Regions from separate parts of the Zea mays genome. Here region 2 is linked to region 1. Evidence: chromatin contacts called from public Hi-C data. All regions are on one chromosome and are shown on one strand. The core of a region is the stretch at or near the end of the contact, and the rest is flanking DNA. Distances in the headings are between cores, read along the strand shown.

Evidence for each region. Hi-C and Micro-C count contacts between places; a contact is called where the count stands out from the background.
Region 2: a Hi-C map of leaf shows a contact between it and region 1, with 4 times the contacts expected there. The contact joins the promoter of LOC100383547 here to the promoter of LOC541956 in region 1. A contact is called at or near these places in 7 of 25 Hi-C or Micro-C datasets (bundle sheath, ear, endosperm and 2 more).

The regions. Positions count from the first base shown.
Region 1 is chr7:82,512,304-82,517,676 of Zm-B73-REFERENCE-NAM-5.0, reverse strand. LOC541956 (enhancer of polycomb-like protein101) reads left to right here and starts at 2,390. Exons shown (of 12, transcript NM_001348658.1): 1 at 2,390-2,901; 2 at 4,070-4,199; 3 at 4,292-4,394. The coding sequence starts at 2,710. It overlaps LOC118472941 (a long non-coding RNA gene), which reads right to left. Exons shown (of 2, transcript XR_004851449.1): 2 at 4,940-5,373.
Region 2 is chr7:82,933,446-82,938,818 of Zm-B73-REFERENCE-NAM-5.0, reverse strand. LOC100383547 reads right to left here and starts at 2,920. Exons shown (of 5, transcript NM_001368208.1): 1 at 2,363-2,920; 2 at 1,255-2,244; 3 at 1,067-1,179; 4 at 718-858; 5 at 394-633. The coding sequence starts at 2,908. The coding sequence ends at 567.

The sequences.
Region 1 (5,373 bases), core at 1,141-3,640:
CTCCGGTCGTATCCCAGTCAGTCAGGCAGGGCAGAAACATCCATGACGCGCTGTCGCCTGTTGCGTCTGGAAAAAGAACTGAACCAAAGAGATGGAGAATCCAAGCTCGACAATGGTATCCCACCGTCTGCTCATCTGCACCAGGTGGACACTGCCCAAAGCTCTGCCTAAGCCAGGTCAGTGGGACTCCGGTGTTGTGGCTACCTCGTAGCTCATCCGGAAGCAGTCTCCCAAGAAAGGCCTCCACCCTCTGCCTCCAACCGCCTGGTGATGCCTGACCGGTCACTGGACGACCAATAATGCTGAGACCAAGAATCTTCTGGCAATCTTCAAGCGTCACAGTCATCTCACCGCAGGGAAGGTGGAAAGTGTGAGTCTCTGGCCGCCACCTATTGGAAGACAAAAGAATACAAAAATCATTAGCATGCAAAGTAGATTTGATAATTGTAAATATTAAACAACTAGAGAAGTCTTTACCTGTCGACCAGAGCCGTCAACGCCGCTGGGTTGAAAGTGGGCAGCCCACGGCGGACCTGGTACGATAATACGTCCAAGCCAGCCCTCTGTAGGAGAGGAGTATACCTCTCATCGTACCTCATCTCCTCCAGAAACCGGTCGTGGGTCCGGACCCGCAGAACGGGGAACACCTAGCAATCGTACGAACAATGTGTCGAAGACACTTACTAGGATGATCGTCAACTGGATCCTGGGTCAATGGGATCTCTTGGGGGGGTACCACCGCATTAGAAGCCCCACAAACGCCGGGAATAGGACGAGAAATCCCATACTCGTGCGGACCCGATTGAGCATCGGGCACAACAACGACTTCTTCATGAAGCTCTACCAAAGGAGCTTCAATACGAGATGCATTTGGCATTTGTGGAGATAACCCGACTGGACCTTCGCATTGACTAACAGGTAACTTTTGAACAACCACATCCAAACATGGTGGAACCATCGTCTTCACAATTTTTAAATATATCACCCAATCATCTTCTGAGGTAATGGAGATCAACCGTCGGACAACTGTTCCATATGTAATATGGGACAACAAACCCTGAATTGATATTCTAGGGTCGTTTATGTCGCAACTAATCTCCTCACAAGCTCGAGCCAAAAGCTGGTCAAAAGATGGTCTTTCAACGAACAACATGGTCACGATCTTCATACCATCAAAAGTAACACTCCCATAAGCATCTATCTCCACCCTTCCTCCATGGTATAGTGTTACTAGGCTGTCCATCTATTGCAAAAATGGATTACTAACTCAATAATGGCTACATACTTAAGCCTACTAACTTACTAAGTAATAAATATATATTAACTAATAACTATACAGTAAATATTAAATAAACACATCAAACGAAATTACATAATCTATAAATAATGTACGAAAACATTGTATACCTGAGAACGCGTACGAGTCCAGCTAACGGTGGAGAAGGTCAAGTCGGACGAACACCTACGTACAAAAAAACCTATTGTCAGTAAAAAATTTGGCAGCACCTCCCCTGTAAAGTGATGTTTATAGAACCTGCGAATAAACGACAACACGATGGTTGCCAACACAGAAAACATGTAATATCAATGCGCTAAACAAAATGCTAACTATATAATCACTAAGAATTTACTAAACACTAAACTAAGAAATTAATAAACTAATAAATTAATCTAAGAAATTTACTAAGAATACACTAAACTATATAATCACTAAGAATTTACTAAACTAAGAAATTAATCTAAGAAATTTACTAAGAATACACTAAACTATATAATCACTAAGAATTTACTAAACTAAGAAATTAAAAAAATATACCTGGCGATGGCCAACCGTAGCGCGCGGTGGCCGACCGTTGGCGGAGCTCCGGGCGGCGGCGGCGAGCTCCGGTTGGCGGGGGCGAACTCCGGGCGGCGGCGGCGAGCTCCGGTTGGCGGGGGCGAACTCCGGGCGGCGGCGGCGAACTCCGGGCGCCCGAGCCCGGCCGGCGACAGGGAGCGGGGCGGGCGGCCGGCGGCGACAGGGAGCGGGGCGGGCGGCCGGCGGCGAGCCCGGCCGGCGGCGAGGTGGGCGGGCGGTGTTGGTTTTTGCGGTCGGAGAAACGCGCACAGAGAAGAAACGCGAACAGAGAAGCCAGAGAAGAAACGCGCAGAGAAGAAACGGCGGCGGTGGATATTTCCTAGCTCGGCGCCAAGATCTGTGGCGCCGAGCTAGGTGCCACGCAATCTGCCACGTCACAGAGCTCGGCGCCACAGGCTGTGGCGCCGAGATGTGTTACCTCGGCGCCACAACCTATGGCGCCGAGCTTCGGGTCCAAACGTGCAAATTAAATTTCTGGGGGTCCAAACGTAAATTTTTGTCTCGAAAGGGGCTAAAAAACAAAAAATTCGGGCCTCTGTCTTCCTCCTCGCGTCTTCTTCCCTCGCTTCCATTTCTTTTCAAACCCTAAGAACCCGATTCCCTGCTCAAAACCCTAACCCTAGCCCCCGCCTCCTCTACTCCGCGTCACCCACTGCTCCGCGGCATCCCTCGCGGTTCCCGCCGTCCGGGGCGCCAGGCCCTGCCACTCGGCCCTTGCGGACCTAGGGTTTCTCCCGAGCTTCTCGTTGCGTTCACTGCCTTGGGCGAGCCGGTGCGGGCGGATGGTTAGGCGAGGAGGTGGTGGGCGGAGATGAGATGAGGTTGCAGCGGCGTTGGGGGTTGTGGGAACTATGAGTAGGCTCTCGTTCAGACCGCGGCCGCTAGACATCCACAAGAAGCTCCCCATCCTCAAGTCTGTGCGTGAGTTCGAGGATGAGGAGCCAGGGATCGCACCACTGTCCTCTGCGAGGGCTGGGGTGCTGCTGCGTCACTCAGGAGCTGACTTCACCGCGTCTGGGGCCAACAATGCCACAGAAGGCGAGGTATTTTGGTCCTGTTGCTTGAGTTTGAACTTCATCAATGTTAAATGTTGGTGCTTATAGGCTCATAGAGTTCGTTTCTCGGTTGAAGTGACTTGAATTGAGCTTTATTCTTGTGCTTGTACTCTGTACTCTTGTGCTTATAGGCTCACCGCGTCCTGTTGCTTGAGTTTGAACTTCAGCAATGTTAAATGTTGGTCCCATTTCACCAACTAAGCTTTCTGTTATGTGAGTCATGTGTCTGTACTCTGTACTGTTCGTTGTAGTTGTTGTCTTGGTAGCCATTGTGAAAATGAAAATGAAGAGGACATGTATTAGACTACAGGTTGTAATATCATGGAATCACTCCAATCCTAGTAATGTTTGTACATGTCAAATGAAGTTTACTAGCATATTGTGGTTAAATTTACGTGGACAATATAACGAAGTATCTATTAGGACCGGTTTGAATCCCATAATTGAAACCAATATCTAGAAAACGCTCCCCATTTCATTATTAGATTACTTTCCGTTTCCTCTCAATTATTTGGAATAAAACACGGCCTTATATTAAAATTAGGTAGAAATAAGGCTTTTCCGGTGGAATGTACATGCTGTATACTATAATAGCTTGCCATATACATTTCTTTATAAACCTATCAATATCACTCACCTTTAGGTTTGAAGTATCGCTTAATGAAGTTGTTGCTGTTACTACTTTCATTCGCTGTATTCCTTATTTATAAGAGGGCAAGCCTTTATGAATTTATCTATTTTGAACTCATTGCCTGGTTCTCTTGTCTGGAATTTGGATACACACTGGTTGTTATTTTTTGGACAATAGTTCAGATATTATACAGTAATTTGTTGGTGCACATCTCCAACAATATTAATTTTTTTAATCTCCGTCTAATTGAAACCATAGTGACTTTTTCCTATTGTGCCCTTTTTTCTTAAATGTCTTGTCCTTGGAAGAATTCAAAATCGTTGCTTTGCTAGGTTTATCTGAATATATATTTCTGACCAGTGTAAATTATTGCATGGCTATTCTGCTATTGCAAGAAAACGTAGTCTGATGTGGGCTTCTCTAACTCCCTCACCTAAATCAATGTGTTCTTGGTACACCTATTGGACTGCCACTATATGTTTCAACGGATGCTGGACAAAGGAATTATATCACTCTACTCTGCAGGGAAATCAAGCACTCAGTAAGAAAAATGCCCAGGAAATACCTACACCACAATTTGATGGTGTTGACACATATGAAAGGGACTATACTCGTACCTTTGCACAACCGACATCTTATATACGTGGAAGAGGAGGTTTCTTTCTTGTTACTTTCCCTGGGGATGCAATCTTTTCTTGTTAAACTTATACTGTTATGTTTATTACTAAGAGTTATCACTATCTGCAGCCAGGGCTGAGATCGGTGAATTTGTCGAGTATGACCTTGACAATGAAGACGAGGACTGGCTTGAAGAATTCAATAGCGAGCGGAAGAATATAAACCCTGAAAAGTAAGCGAACACTATTGATCTAGATAACTTAAGGATATATATAAACTAAGAAATGCATTATCTTAAATAAATTGGATGGCTTGTTAAAGGACCTAAGGCTGGAATTTAAGTCGTGGTTAGAGTATGCACCATGTGCATAAAATTTTGGAATGAACTTGAGAGTTTAGAACTACTCCCTTCATTCCAAATAATGATACATTGCTTTTACTGTGCATTTAGATATAGTGCATATTTGAGTGCATAGCAAAAGATATGTATCTAAAAAGCCAAAACTTGTAATTTGGAATGGAGGCAGTATATGTTTCGAGGCTATTTTAAATATTTGTCAATTGAGGTCGGCTAGAGCGTATTTATGCTACTACTATCTTGCCCTATTTAAGAATATGAAAGACGTTAAGTGATTGCAACCTGTCATTGCTTCCTTGGTTTTTGATATGGTGGTTATAGAGGCATATTGTGAAATGGAAGACCATAGTTATTAAGGCAATAAGGCGGGCATCCCCCTTTTTGCCTTTTAAGTGGATAGGCGACACCACACACACACATAAAAATAAATAATAAGAAAATATAGGGAATTAGTCCCAAATAAAAGTTGGATAGTACCAAATAGCACTCTACAAGTTCAACATAAACAAACATAATAAGCTAAAAGTCAACATAAGTAGTTTTTGATACTCTCATCTCAATGAAGTCTCAAACTCTCAATATCTATTGTCAGACTTATCAACAATGGGATCAACATTGTCTTCTCTGCCTTCTTCCCCACCAAAAGCTTCATCAACATCACTCACATCTATGTCATCTGGTGGATCAGGCTCAATGTCATCATCAGTAGAATCATGTGCTTCTTCTCCATCTTCTTCAACTTGTGTCCTCATTCTTGCATGCTTTGTGTAGGTTTGGTCTGCCTAGCTTGCGTTGGAAGGTTGCGCCCTCGAAGTGAGTTTGATGCTCCAGCAGCAACATGAACATGACCCCA
Region 2 (5,373 bases), core at 1,671-4,170, 420 kb before region 1:
ATGTATTTGCTATAAATTTACAGAAAAACCTTGTTTGATTGGCAACCAAAATTTGTCCTGACAAAGATCTGTCAAACAAATATTGCTAAAATTTTGAAAAAGTAAACTATTTATCATAGATTTAACGAGTCATGAAAGCCTTGCTTGGTTGGCCACCAAAAAATTATTATAACAAAAACTTGGCAAGCAAAAGTTGTGAATGTTCGAATAGGCATTTACCCTAGATTTAGCATGCCAATTCCGAAAGGTTCACAAATTTTGGATGCAAACCAAATGGAAGGCAAGAATTTGGCTTGGCCAAGTTTTGACAACTAAAATTTTGGCCACCACCAGTCAGCGTCGAACGGTCAGTATGATACGTAGATGCGAATACTTTTAGAAAAACGCTAAAATCAAAAAAGGTAATGCTATGTATATTTGCTAAACACATACAAGGTTTACCATGGATGGGATAGGAGAATAATGTAATAGATGTACACTCGCAACAGTAGTGAACTCCTAGCTAGGTTCTGAGCTGTTACATATACAGAGTAGGTAAATCTAAGATCCTATAATAAGCATAAGAACTACTGGACAAACTTCTCTACTTGGCTTATGTCAAGAAACCCATTCAGTCCGCTTGCCAGCAAGAACCTAGAATCAACAAGAAGCATAAGATCAACAATCTCATAAAGTGAAGCGAGAGTTAGGATCCGCTCAGTGTTATGTCTATGTTACCTCTCAAGAAGATCCTTTGCCATGGATTTGCAGCCACCAGGAGCATAGGACTGCATGTTTAGTGCTATGTTGGGATTATGCACGCTTTGACGAATGTGGACCATGCCTACTGCTCTCTGATTCTCGTCGTATAGTTTTGCTCTGCTTTCACAAAGTATAGCGAGTAAAGCATCCGTAGCCATCGTAGTGGCTATGCATGGACGACTTAGACCATCTCTAAGGTTTGTAAAATTTACTTTCTTGTTTTTTTAAGCCACCAAAAAAATTGAAAATATCAAAGAAGGGGTTTTCTAATATTTTTTAAAAGTAACTCCTAAAAAATATATATTGTAAAACATGTAGATGATACCTGTACATGTGTGCATCAACATCGATGGGATCATTGTTTGTGTCCATAAGGCATCCCTCGGCAACTGAGCAATCCCCGCAGTCGTCCAGCACCCAACCGAAAAGTTTGTCCTCCTAATGTTCGTATTCATTAATATTCTACTCCATCGGGGGATGATTATATTTATTTATTCATCTATGTGAGTTTACCTGGATGTAGTTCTTAAAAGCCTCAACTGCATGTGTGGCCCTTTCCTTGGCATCCTTGGGCTCACCCATGACGTCCATCCGGAGGAGCACGGACTCGGCGGGCTCCTGCAGATCCCTGATAAGGCTCCCTACCCCTCCCTCCACCCCTGCTAGCTTCATCCGGACCATCTCAATGATGATCTTCACCACCATGTAGGCGCCGTCGTCGAGGAAGTAGTTCTCCTTGAGCGCGCCGTGCCCGGTCGTCTCCATCATCAGGTGCGTCTCCACGCCGTCGGCGTTCAGCTGCACGCCCTTGTCTATGACGTTGCGGTAGCCGACGCGGTACAGGCAGTGGCGGCCTCCCCTGGACTCGACGAACCTCGTGAGCCCGTCGCTGGCGCGCGCGTCGGTGACCACCATGGTGCCCGGGTGCTCGCCCAGCACGATGGCCGACATGAGCGCGATGAGGCGGTCGCCGTTGATGGCCGCGCCCCCGGCGTCCACGACGCCGCTGCGGTCCACGTCGGTGTCGAAAACGACGCCCAGGTCCGCGCCCTGCGCCAGCACGGCGCCGCGGGTGAGCGACATGGCGGTGGCGTCCTCCGGGTTGGGTATGTGGTTGGGGAACCTGCCGTCGGGCTCCAGGTGGAGGCTGCCCGTGGTGTCGGCCCCCAGCTTCTCCAGCACGTCCCAGGTGAAGAACCCGCCGCAGCCGTTGCCCGCGTTCACCACCACCTTGAAGCCCCTCAGTGGGGTGTCGTAGTGCGTCGGGTGCGCCACGCGCTGCTTGATGATGTCGCGGAGGTGCTGCGCGTAGGCGCTCATCAGGTCCACGCGCATCACCACCGGCGGCGTGCCCCTGCCGCCGCCGCCGACTCCCGTCTTCCGCGCCACGTACTTGTGCGCTGCGCGGTCGCAGATGTTCTCGACGTCGCCGGAGGTGAGCCCGCCGCGCTTGGTGAAGAACTTGAGGCCGTTGCGGGTGTAGGGGAGGTGTGACGCCGTCATCTGCATGCATGCAACTCCGATCCGAACGTAGTAATTGACAAGTGAAACACATGCATTGCATGGCATGCACGCACACCAACACGACGCAAACGTAAAATACGTATCATTACTTCACTACCATAATAGAGCCGTCATAGTTGAAGCGTGGCAGTATGGTGCTCATGAAGCAGGCCGGCGTGGTGGCGAGCCCCATGTCGAAGACGGAGCAGCCCGCCCTGGCGAGCCCCGCGAAGAGCGCCGCGCTGAGCCGCGGCCCCGACAGCCTCGGGTCGCGGCCGACGGACACACGCAGCTGCTCGGGCTCCTGGCCCCGGAGCCGGAGCTCCTCCTCTCGCAGCCACTCCCCGAAGCTCTCGGCGATGGCCTCGACCGCCAGCGGCGTGAGGTCCACGGCCCGGCCTTTCTCGCCCTCCAGCGCGACGCCCCGCACGTCCGACCCGTTCTGCAGCCGCCTGATACTGTCGCCCTCTTCTCCCCCTGCCTGTGCCACGCCCGCGGGCTGCCCACGGGAGCTCGCCGCCGTGGCCCTTGTCGTCACCTGCTGCCCAAAGCTTCGTGTCTTCCAGGACAGCAGAGGAGGAGGGCAGCACCGCGCCGCGCCGCGGCTCGTGTGCTTGCATGATGATGGCTGCACAGTTGCCGGCGAAGTGGTGACCATGGCCATAGCATGCAACTGTAGTCACGCACGCACGAGTCAAAAATTGCTAATGCATGAATCATCGGACACCGGAAAAGATATACGCGCCGATCTCGGCAAGAAAGAGATTATTTGGCAGCCGGCGGAAGGATATGGATATTTTGGGTGCAGGCCAGGACACCAGGAGTTCGTCGGGATGCTGCGGACTTGATGATAGAGCGTGTGGGGTGGAGGCGTGTGATAGCTAATTCTGTGGTGCCGCCAATCTGCCACGTCCACACGTGGGCGAAAGAAGAAATTTTTTTGGGTTACAAGTTATACCTATGCTTATATTGATATTGAAAGCGACTAAAGTTCACAAAGTAAAAGCTGAGGTTACTAGCTCACTCTAGCGTACTGTAGAAAAGGACATCAATAATACCGATTGAAAAACTGACTACGGCACCAGATCCCCCAATCTATATTGGGTAATTAGGACTAAAGACGTCAATATTTAATTCGACTGTATGACTTGCTACTAAACCATTAATACCAGTCGTTGGCTTGAACAAGTTGATAGCCATCTAGCGGGGTGAATAGACGAAATCTAAAATTTAATCATTTAACCAAAACTTGATCCCAAATTAGTCGGTTAGAGCAAGTGGTAAGTTAATCGAAATTAGGGGGATAAGTTTTTCTTGAAATTGTTGCTCTAATGAGTGAGGAATAAATTTGGGAGCAACACAAATGATTTGAATTAAAGATCAAAGCAAGAGAACTTAGAGAGGAAGAGGAAAAACAAATCTCAATCATACAAACACAAGTGACATGACAATTTATTTACCAGAGTTCGGTTTCTAAATGAAACCTAAGTCTCTGTTGAGATGTCCCAAGGGACTAGGTCTCTTTACACCCTCTCAAACGATTCCGAAGATCAAACTTGAGTCCTCTCACTTTTCTCAATTCGATCGAGTGACCAGAGCCTCTGCAAGGCGCTCCACAAGTTTGGAGGCTCTTGCTAGCTTTATAATCTCAATGTGAGTCAAAAAAACTCGAAGCACAAGACCATAGCACACACTCTTCTCCATTGCTCTCTCATAAGGCACTATCACAAATAACACTAGAATGGTTGTCACTTGTTTAATTCTCTCTATTGTGGCACTTGTGAGGCTTTTTATCTCTTGGGAGTGTTACTCTAACTTGTAGGAGTTATTGCTCAGTTCTTGTGTATTGAATAGTCTAGTTGAGGGTATATTTATAGCCCTCAACCACCCAAATATAAGTTGGGAACAATCCCCAAAACTGCACTTTTTGTGGATGCACCTGACCGCCTACAGTATAGGTCCAACTCACCACGAGACTTCTGCCATGCTGGTGAGATCAGTGACCATTTTGACGAAAAGTTATCTTGTTAGTGGCACTGGACTGGTCCAGTGCACTACCAGACCCTACCACATGTGACGCCACGTTTGATAGAGGCGAAGGCTGTGGCGGAACTGCCCAGATTATTCCAGCTTAAGTGCTCATGTATCGTCTTAGGGGTAATGATACACTTAAATCGGAATAAACTATCAGTCCGTCGGATCTAGTTCGATAAAAGCACTAACAAGGACCGAGTACCATTTTCTCAGTCCAGTGCACTACCAGACCCTGCCACATGTGCCACCATGTTTGATAGAGGCGAAGGTTGTGGCGGAACCGCCCAGATTATTCCAGCTTAAGTGCTCATGTATCGTCTTAGGGGCAATGATACACTTAAATCGGAATAAACTGTCAGTCCGTTGGATCTAGTTCGATAAAAGCACTAACAAGGATCGAGTACCATTTTTTCACACGAAGGTGAGACACAGAGAAATAAAATAAAGCATGAAACCAGAAATTAAAGAGGTACTTGATTTATTACATGAATCAGAGTTTAACATTACGAAACATTGTTTTAGTGCAGCATATTCGATAAATGGGGAGTAGGGCGAAGCCTGGCCCACTACTCCTCCTGATCATCTCCTGCTGAGGCAGCATCCCACTCGACTGTCCAACCTGGTGGCAAGGTGGCTGGCCAAGTCACACCATCAACCATGTCTTGTAGCAAACCCTGTAAAAATTATGCCACAAGCAAGACTGAGTATACAAATATTCAGCTAGAGTTATCTGGTGTGAAGAGTCTACTCTACTTCTAGACCATGAAGCTATTTGGCTGAGGAGTTTGGTTTACCAAAAGCACTAGCTGAGTCTAAAACCCTATTTAGAAGGGCTTATTTAGTAGCTTCCCATCACAGAAAAGCTCTAAGTCTACCAAACACCAAGCTTGTCAGTAGCTTTTCCAATAAGCGCTTCTCTAAAATAAACGTGAGACCTGTTTTTTGAGTAAGCGTGTGGGTTGCAGCTTAATTTGGCTTATGCGCGGCCAAAAACAATAGTGCCCCTAAACATCACCATATTTACCTGCATCTGCCATTACATAAATAATGGGATCAACATCTTCCATCCTCGTCGCTCCCTCATTTTTCTTCGAA